2 separate regions of the Mus musculus genome follow, and region 2 is linked to region 1. Evidence: chromatin contacts called from public HiChIP or PLAC-seq data. All regions are on one chromosome and are shown on one strand. The core of a region is the stretch at or near the end of the contact, and the rest is flanking DNA. Distances in the headings are between cores, read along the strand shown. Region 1 overlaps Syndig1l (synapse differentiation inducing 1 like). Region 2 has its middle 21 kb from the start of Npc2.

Region 1 (4,438 bases), core at 946-3,445:
TGTCTAGCCCCACACCCTCCCCACCTTCCTCACTTCAGGGGTTGCCCACTCCCCACACCCGCAGTTTTAATGTCCCTCTACTTTCTTTATTTATCCTGGTAATAAACTTTTATGTAACACCTGGTGCCACCTGGGGCCTCGGGCTGCCCTGCGCCCATATCCTACGTTTCTCCAGTGTATCCCAAGACATTGGTTCTGGATCTCCATATGGACCTCAAGAAAAAGGGTCCAGAGGCCACTGCGGCCTGTAGGCTGCTCGCCCGGGAAAGCTGGGATGAAGGTTGATGGATTGCATTTGACTTACGCAAAGCAAGGTAAGGCAAGACAGCAGCCTGCAGAAAAAGCTCTCCCGGGTATAAGAGCCTTGGCCGTCAGGGAGAGAGGGGGAACAGTGTGCACTCTACACGGCTGCCTGGAGCTCCCAGGAGATAGACATAGGCAGGGTAAGGCGTGCCAGTGGTCCCATTGCTCAGCTGTCCATTTTGGGATCCCCCACATCTTCTGTTCCCAGAGCTGTTTCGGGGAAGTGTGGAGAGGAAGTCACCCATGCCTCAGGTTCCAGCCTCAGTGCTAAATTCCTGATATCCTCTCTGTCCTCGGCCTTTAGCAGAGGAACTGGCCTGGCCTCAAAGTCACTGTGTCTAGAAGGTACTGGGGAAGTATGCCACACATATCCTACCCGCTATGGGCATCCATATATATGACAGGGCTCTGGGCACAACCTTAGATGAGAAATTAGCATGTGGGGATTATTTGTGGAAGGGAGTTGGCCGGTCTGGGAATAGGGAGAGGCCAGGCTGCCAGGCAGTCCAGATAAACAGTCTGACCAATCCAGGGTAGAACCAGAGTGCTCTTCAGGGTTGACACAAGATAGGGCACTGAGCCAGGGTGGGTGAATAGCTTTGATGTCTTGCCCCTTGGGTTGGAGACTAGGTGTATTGCCCCTAGTTCCTGGGGTCCCCAGTAGGACCTCTTTCTACCTTTCACTGAAGCAGTTCATTGGTAACCAGTGGCCCTCACTAGCTGCTTCCCTCTTTCCCATTGCCCTTCTGCACTGGCTGAAATGGCTCCCCATTGGATGTTTCTCAGGGTTAGCTTCGAAGAAACCCAAACCCTCACACACACATGCACATTCATATCCATGTGTGCACATATTTGCATATATACACTCCTACAAACAGGCCCAGCTGTGCACCATGCAGACTGCATGCAGCACGTGAATACTCAAGAGACCAAGAAGGATGCTGAGGACTCTCACCCAGCTCCACGCCCCCCCCCCATTCCTTCTCTAGGCTGGCTCAAGACCCCAGGCCTAACTAGGCAGGCTGCCTCACAGCCCAGACAACATCTACTCCCTTCCCTGTCTTTCAGTATGCTTGTGGGCCTTGAGAAGAAGGAAATAGAGACAAATGGCTTCCAGTATCCTCCATCCCTTGTTTCCTCCTTTCCTTTCTCTCTTCCCTTCTTTCTCTTTTTTCTTTTTCTCCAACCCCTGCCCTTTTTGAGGGGTTTCAAGACCCTGGCTATTCTAGAACTCAACTCTGCAGACCAGGCTGGCCTCTGCCTCCCGGTACTGGGATTAAAGGCTTAAAGGCAAACACTACCAAGCTCTCTTCCCTTCTTTCTTAAGATGGAGTCTCAGTCTGTCTCTCAGGCTGCCTCATATAGACATACACCACTCTTACTAGTTTGATTTGCTGCTTCTAACTCTAGTCTTCCCCGCCCCACCCCCACCCCATCCTCCACACAGCCTTCTCCCTTCCATCCCTACCCTCAGATACAAATTCAGGGTCTACCAAAGATGATGGGGTGAGAAATGGCTCTGGGGGCTTCCTCCTCCTGGGAAGGGCCTGTTGTGTGGAGCCTGGGCTTGTCCTAGAGTCCTTGGAGCACAGGCAACCACTCTCCCCCACTCTGGATGAGTCCTGCCTCTGGCATGCCTGGGGCACTTCAGTCCTCCTGCTTCTCAGCCCTGCTTGCGCCTCCTGCCCGAGGCCCAGGGCTGTCGGCTGGTTCCTCTGACTGGCAGAGAGACTGGGGGGCTGGGGCTGGGGCAGTCCCCTGGGTAAAGGTGCCTGTGATGAGCTGCAGTGCCGGCACATCTGTGCAAATATTACCAATTATTTTCCTCACTATAAACACCCAGCAGGAAGGCAGGGAAGCAACCAACCCAAACTGTTTAAAATAGAAACCGAAATTGCTGCACAGGGAAGTCTGGCGGCTAGCACCACCACCACCACCATCACACACACCAAGAGTTCAGGGTCCCCCTCACTGCCCCCACTGCCCCTCGACCTTCTAACTCCATGACAAGGTTTGCTTTCTGAGATGAAGATAAGAAACAGAAACATCCTTGCTTAGTGTATGAGGTATGTGGCAGAGGGGGACAGTCGTGCTGGGAGGGGAAGTGGAGCTGAGGCCACCTGGCCTGGGGTTTGGCAGCTGGTAAGTAAGCTCCTTTCTTAGTAAAGCCAAGGGGTCCTGTGAGGAAAGGCACGAGGAGTGCCCTGGTGAGAAAGCCATTTTCCTACCGCCCCAGGGCAGGCAAGAGGGTGGGAGACTGGCCAAGTAAGGACAACAGCCTGTCTCCATTCTAAGAAAAGGCCTTTTTCTGACGACTAGGAACCAGTTCCAAGGCTCAGCAGCCGTTCTGACCTGCCCTCCCCATAAGCAGGCCGATGGGACACCGAGTCTTCATATAGTCACACAGATTGTCAAAATGGTGACATGATTTCATACCAGTGAATAAGGAGGCTCTGTCCTTTCAAATACTTCACTTTCTGTTGCCCTGGCCATGGGCCCAGGACCCCAAATCTCTTCTTACCCTAGAACATAAAAGTTAGCCATTTTCGAAAAAAAAAAAAAAGTTAGCAGTTATGAGGAGAGGGGGATGGGGAAGAAGGATTGTGGGAGGTGTGGCTGGGATGGAGTGGGGCAAAACAACTGGACAAACAAACAAAAACAGAGTTAGCAGATAGCCACTAGCTCCCATATCCAAATGCTTACATAGGTCTGTGCCTGGACTGCCCTGATGGCTAAATATCCATCTGTCCCTGGCCATGAAGGCTTCATGGCTGTATCTGTGCTCACAGCCTCTCCCTCCCTAAAGCAGCTCCCCCAGGACGGAGCTGTAGGAAACCCACCATCTTCACAACCAAATATTCTTGCTGCTTTTTAATGATCTCAGCCCAGGTCACAAACTGACCAGGCCCGAACCCCACTCTAAAGAAGAACTGCAACAAGACAGTATTCAAGTCTTTCAGGGCATGAATCCCTGGGACGCTGCGAAGGAAGGAACTGTAAGTGATCATGCCACAGATGACCGGGCTGCGGAAGGAACGATGGAAACCCTGAAAGGATGGGTTACCCAGTGTCACACAGCAGGTTATGAGCTAACCTCTGGCCTCGCTACCCAGGCCCTGGCACTGCTGATCTGGGCTGGTGGAATCAGCCTTTCTGGAGGCAAAGAAAACCCAGGACCACCTGCTGCCACCCTCCTGAACATTAACAGACTCAGCCTTAGCTCCTATGTATCTCCTGGTTCAAAGGCTCCCCCCCACATCCCCTCTGTAGGGCTGACACCCTGGTCCTTGCTATTTTTGGTGGGTGAAAGGGTGATAACCTTGCTTCATCCTGTCCCCAGGGGCTCTCACATCTTCTCCTGCACAAGGGGAGGAACCACTCTGGGCAGAGGAGTCCCCACAGGGAGACTCGGATGTTCGGAACAAAAATAAAAGGTGTTCATGCAACTCATTTGAATTTCCAACATTCCAGCCTCTGTCCCTGGAACTAACCCTGCATGCTCTGAAAGGCATAGCTGGCTTCAGAGCCAGTTCCAGCTCTGCAAGGAAATGGCAGAAACTCCCAGAGAGCAGGTCTCCTCAGAAGCATCCCAGAAGATAAGGTGACATGGGTACATTCGCATCACAGTGAAGTGGGGGCAGACACATAGATTGACATGGCATCTCAAGTACACAAAGGGCCTTTAAAAAACAAACTACCACAGAGAGGGCTTTTCCTGTTCCCATCTTACAGACAGGGAGACTGAGGCTACAGAAGCCTGTATCATAGGAAATGGACACACAGGCCCCGGGAGCATATGACTGCTGCCACCCACAGGTTACATCCGTCCCATATGAAGCCACTTTCTTTTTTTAAAAAATATTTATTTATTTATTATTATATCTAAGTACACTGTAGCTATCTTCAAACACACCAGAAGAGGGTGTCAGATCTCATTATGGATGGTTGTGAGCCATCATGTGGTTGCTGGGATTTGAACTCAGGACCTTCAGAAGAGCAGTGCTCTTAACCACTGAGCCATCTCTCCAACCCCCATGAAGCCACTTTCTAGACACTTCTCCCAGTCCTGTACCTAAATACTTCTACTCAGAGGTGGACAGGGACACAGAATAATGGCAGCCTGAGGATCACAGCT
Region 2 (4,438 bases), core at 500-2,999, 78 kb before region 1:
GAAGTTGTGTGTGTGTGTGTGTGTGTGTGTGTGTGTGTATGTGTGTGTGTGTGTTAAAAAACAGGGCTGGAGATGAGGCTTAAAGGATAAAAGGTCTCCCCAGAACCCACTAACAAAGCGAGATGTGGGGCTGAAGAGATGGCTCAGTGGTTAAGTACATTGGCTGCTCTTCCAGAGGACTGGGGTTCAGTTTTCAGCACCCACATGGTGGCTCATAGCTCCCTGTAACTGCACTTCCAGGGGGTCAGACACCCTCTTCGGGCATGGCATACACATGATACACGGACTTATTTGGGACTGGGGAGCCATGAATCGAGGGTAGGAACTGTGGCAAAGCAAAAGTGGGGTAAAGGTGTGTCCAAACCCCAGAAATCTGATCCTGAGATTGGCAGGAGTAAGGTCTCTGCACCCCCACGTCCCCCCACCCTCACCCCTGCTCTGAGCCTTCCTGTCCTGGAGCATGAAGCTTGGGACACACACACACACACACACACACACACACACACACCGCCTTTGCCCCCTGGAGGAGGCTACACAGCCAAGTAGCCAGGTCAAGCTTCCTCTCCCTTATAAGGTCATGTCCATCGGTACCTGGAATTCCTCCTTATGCAAATGAGACCCCAGCACCCTGCCCCAGGCCAATGATGTACATTCACTCCAAAAGCCCCTACCCACGCCCCAAAGGTTGCGTAGCAGCCTTTGTTCCCCCATTGGAGCTGTCTCCCAAGAGTCTGTTCTTGCTGCACTCATAACTGCCTGATCTGAAGCCACTCTGGTCACCCAAGGTGGACAGAGACGCGGAGCCTGAACAGCAGCAGACTTACATGCAGGCGAAACACCCATAGGCCTAAAAGAAATAAAATTGGGGGGGGGGGTGAAATCTGGATGCATCAGCTTGCCTGCTGTATGGGGTGGCAAACAAATTCCTGTCTTAAACTTGGACTGACATCCAAGGTTGTCACTGCCATACAAGGAAAATGACAAACTGATATCCTCATCAAATGCACACTAATAAGTAATTATCTGAGCCTGGCAGCAAATGCCCATGGTCCCAGCACTAGGCCGTAAAGGCTGGAGGATAAATTTAAGGTCATCCTTGGCTACAGCAAGTTCAAGGCCAGACTAGGCTACCTGAGATCTTGTCTAAGGAGGGAAGGTGGGAAGGAAAGAAGAAAGAAATATGACACGATTCACAGATAAAGCAGAGTTATTCCTGAGAATGCCCCAGGCATAGGAAAGGACTAAGTGGGTAAGGTCAATTAAAGAAATACAGTCGTGGATAACCATTTTCTTTAGAGAATCCAAGAACAGTGCCCCCACAGTGGGTTGGTTTAGGGACAAAGTTGTGGTACCTAGGAGCAACACTGCCACAGAGTCAGTAGGGTGTTATTCAGAATAAGCGCTTCCTCCAGAGAAGCCCTGAGGGCTTGCTGAAAGGCCAGGATGATCAGTGGTGTGTGTTGGGAATGTGGATGGATATTGCGGTGTGATTCAAGGTAGAAAGTGGCTGTGGGTCCCCCAAATATCGACTGGAAGCTTTGAGAGGAGTCCTCTCCAGAGGAGCCCCGGGCCTAACCTTCAGCTTATAAACTGAATCCGATTCACTTACAGCTGTCAGTTGACTAGCAACTAGATGGTCTGAGTGTTCGTTGCTATGGAAACAGCTAAAAGGCCCATTGCCATAGGAACCTACCATGTTCTCCAGACCAGGGATTTGGTTGCTGAAAAGACCCGGAGGAACCAAGGAGCTTGCATAAGTGAGGGTCCCACCAGAGAATGAATGACACATGTGAGAGGCCAGAGCTTCCGCTGTCCCTGATCTGTCTGCTCGTTGCCCTCAGTGGTCACAGAGCACACACAAGTACTTGTCCCCATGGACAGTGAAGGCATAGATTCTGGAGCAGGCTTGGCATGCCAGCATTACCATCCTCCTCTCCAGGGTCTCTGAGAGGAAAAATATCGTGCTCTCTCTGGCAGGCCCCTCTCCACAAACCATATGCCCCAGCAAAGCAGCCAGCAGGTGAAGGGATTAGCTTAACTCTGACTGCCAGAGGGTCAGGCCACTAAGGAAGTTGGCAGGCAAAACAGATGGCTGCTGGTCTTGAATGCGGCAGAGAAACTGGGTGTACCAGATCAGAAAGCGGGAGGGCAGGCCAGCTGCGGCAGTCTGTTCTCAGTGTGAGAGAAACACACCACGCTGCTTCCTGCACCCCATGCATCCCCGTTCCTCTGCCAGGCAGATCAAAGTATAAAAGTCATGATTTGATGAGGGATCCTCAGCGTATCTGAGCAATGAATGGTCACGAGATTCTTGTGTTTCCCAACCAAGGGAAGTGACTCTCAAGTCACTGGTTAGTGGCAAAGGGAGAACAAAGAGAAAGTTCCTTAGTGGCTGTGTCATTAACCACTGTAAATTGTCAGTGTCATTAACTCTGCTGTAAATGTAGAGACTGAACGGATCCAACTAGGTCCCTCCAGGTCTCTGTGAGCATGAACCACTGGGATTCTAAGGGGATGTTTGGGCATAATGGACAGACAGAGATCATGGACTTGTAAGGACAACATAAACTTTAGGAATCCAGAGAGGGTTTGGGACGGAGGCTGGGGCTAAGCAGACATTTGAGAGCCCACCTCCCGGAGGTTTAGTTCAGAGGACTCATGAGATGTGATGTTGATTCTTTCTCCTATTCTGTCCGTCTGCTGGAGTTTTGTTGGTCTCAATCCCTCCCAGTAGGCTTTACAGCCTGGGAAGCCGAGCACCAGAGAGACAGATGCCCCCAGAACCTCTGGGGGAGGATGTCACTTTGAGAAGTAGTCGTTACTTACAGTTTGACTTTTAGTTGGGTTTGCAGCTCCCTACCTCCTTTGCAGTTCGTTGACTTTGGATCCTTCACAGGGCCTCTGTGTCCTCAGCTGTCACAGAGTGAGAGAATCCTCACAGCCTTTCAAAGGAGTTCTATTGGCATTAGTATCGCTATCCTTGGTGAGGAAGGAAGGTTGCAGCCATGGGAGCTGACAGGGGCCTGGAGTCACAGATAGGGGATTTGAGTAAATGCCTAGAACTCAGTGATCAGCAGTTTTTCTTCCCTCTTTATTTTTTGAGACCGTGTCTCATATAGTCCCGGCAGTGCTTGTACTCTGTGTAGTTGAGGGTGACCCGGAACTTCTGATCCTCCTGTCTCTCCCTCCCAGATTCTGAGATTACAGGTATACACCACCATGCCTAGCACTCAGGGACACTTATTTATATAAGTGTCTTTATGGGGGACGAGTGCCATTTTTTTTTTAATTTGAATAGGACCATTTAACACTCTAGTACCCTGGTCTCCAAAAGTGACAGAAAGAGGAGCAGTAGCTGGCTTGGTTTCGTTTTTTTGTGAAGGACACTGGAGTGCCCTATCCCAGGTAGGCAGTTCCAGAGAAAGGTTGGAGCTCACACCTTCTGGAAGTCAGCTGTCATAAGCCTCTGGGACTGGCTGCTGATGTAGCCTCACGTCCAGCTGACCTATGAAACACTCCCTGGCCATAACCTCCCTCCTCTTCAGGCTGTATCTTTGGCACACAAAGCCTCCGGTCCCTTTGGCTTCTGTCTAGGGTGCGGTGAGGCCTTTGGCTCCATAGCTATAAGTCATGTCATGTCTGTGCGAGGGCGACAGGAAGCACATCTGGCTCGTGCAGCTGTCTCCCTGTGGTGTACTCAGTGTCGGCAGCCTGCGGTGGCCGCCGCAGATTCCCACCAGACTTGCCAAGGTGTGACTCAGTGGGAACAACGCCCAGAGAGCTCTGGAGCATCTCCTAGAACAGTAGTTCTAACCTTCCGAGTGCCGTGACCCTTTAATACAGTTCCTCATGTTGCCGTGACCCCAACCATAAAATTATTTTCATTGTCCCTTCATAACTGTCACTTTGCTCTGCTATGAATTGGTAATTTAAATATCTGATATGCAACCCCTGTGAAAGGATCATTTGGCCCCCAAAGGGGTCATGACCCCACGGGTTGAAATCCACTGTCCTAGACTATGGAAGCCCAGGACTATCTGTCCGCTTTCTAGGTGACTGACACAGAAAGCCTAAGCTTAGGAAATTCACCAGAGGAAGATAAAAGCCTCTGGTCTGGCCCATTGGCTGTGAGGTCTTGTGTCAACCATTTAACCTTTTAGTTAGATGCCTCGCAGAGCTATTGTCCGGACAAAACAAAGGACGCTTGTGCACATGTAGTTTGAAAACCAGAGTGCTGAGAACTCAGTCCCTGGGGCTGTCCTACTTGGGTCCTGTTGGTTAGAGGAGCTAGCTGAGCTCATACACAGAAACCCAAAAGCCGCACAGGAAGAACAATGACCTAGATTCAATCACAAAGAAAGATATTGGAGGGCTGGAGAGGTGACCTGGTCATTAAGAGTTGTGTACTGCTCTTGAAGAGGACTTGGGTACAGCTCAG

Evidence for each region. HiChIP or PLAC-seq counts read pairs in DNA pulled down with a chosen protein or histone mark.
Region 2: a RAD21 HiChIP or PLAC-seq map of pro-B cells shows a contact between it and region 1, with 10 times the contacts expected there. The contact joins two enhancer-like sites. A contact is called at or near these places in 1 of 39 promoter capture datasets (embryonic stem cells), 7 of 15 datasets of contacts at CTCF or cohesin (CD8 T cells, the G1E-ER4 cell line, embryonic stem cells and 3 more), 112 of 484 Hi-C or Micro-C datasets (3T3-L1-derived adipocytes, the 63-12 cell line, the AML12 cell line and 48 more), 32 of 115 datasets of contacts at active chromatin or transcription factors (the 230-238 cell line, DN3 thymocytes, the HPC-7 cell line and 16 more) and 4 of 9 other capture datasets (adipose tissue, embryonic stem cells, liver and 1 more).

Annotation. Positions count from the first base shown.
Region 1 is chr12:84,672,963-84,677,400 of GRCm38.p6, reverse strand. Syndig1l (synapse differentiation inducing 1 like) reads left to right here. Exons shown (of 4, transcript NM_001033334.2): 4 at 1-123. Among named protein-coding and RNA genes, the nearest start is that of Syndig1l, 24 kb to the left of the region's middle. Within about 2 kb of position 2,195, at least 80 of the 459 cell types and tissues checked have an H3K27ac peak or open chromatin away from gene starts, as enhancers often do. A contact at or near this core is called in the 63-12 cell line, Kupffer cells, Th1 cells and 9 more, where this site is marked.
Region 2 is chr12:84,750,097-84,754,534 of GRCm38.p6, reverse strand. No RefSeq gene overlaps it. Among named protein-coding and RNA genes, the nearest start is that of Npc2, 21 kb to the left of the region's middle. Within about 2 kb of position 1,749, at least 120 of the 459 cell types and tissues checked have an H3K27ac peak or open chromatin away from gene starts, as enhancers often do. A contact at or near this core is called in the 63-12 cell line, Kupffer cells, Th1 cells and 9 more, where this site is marked.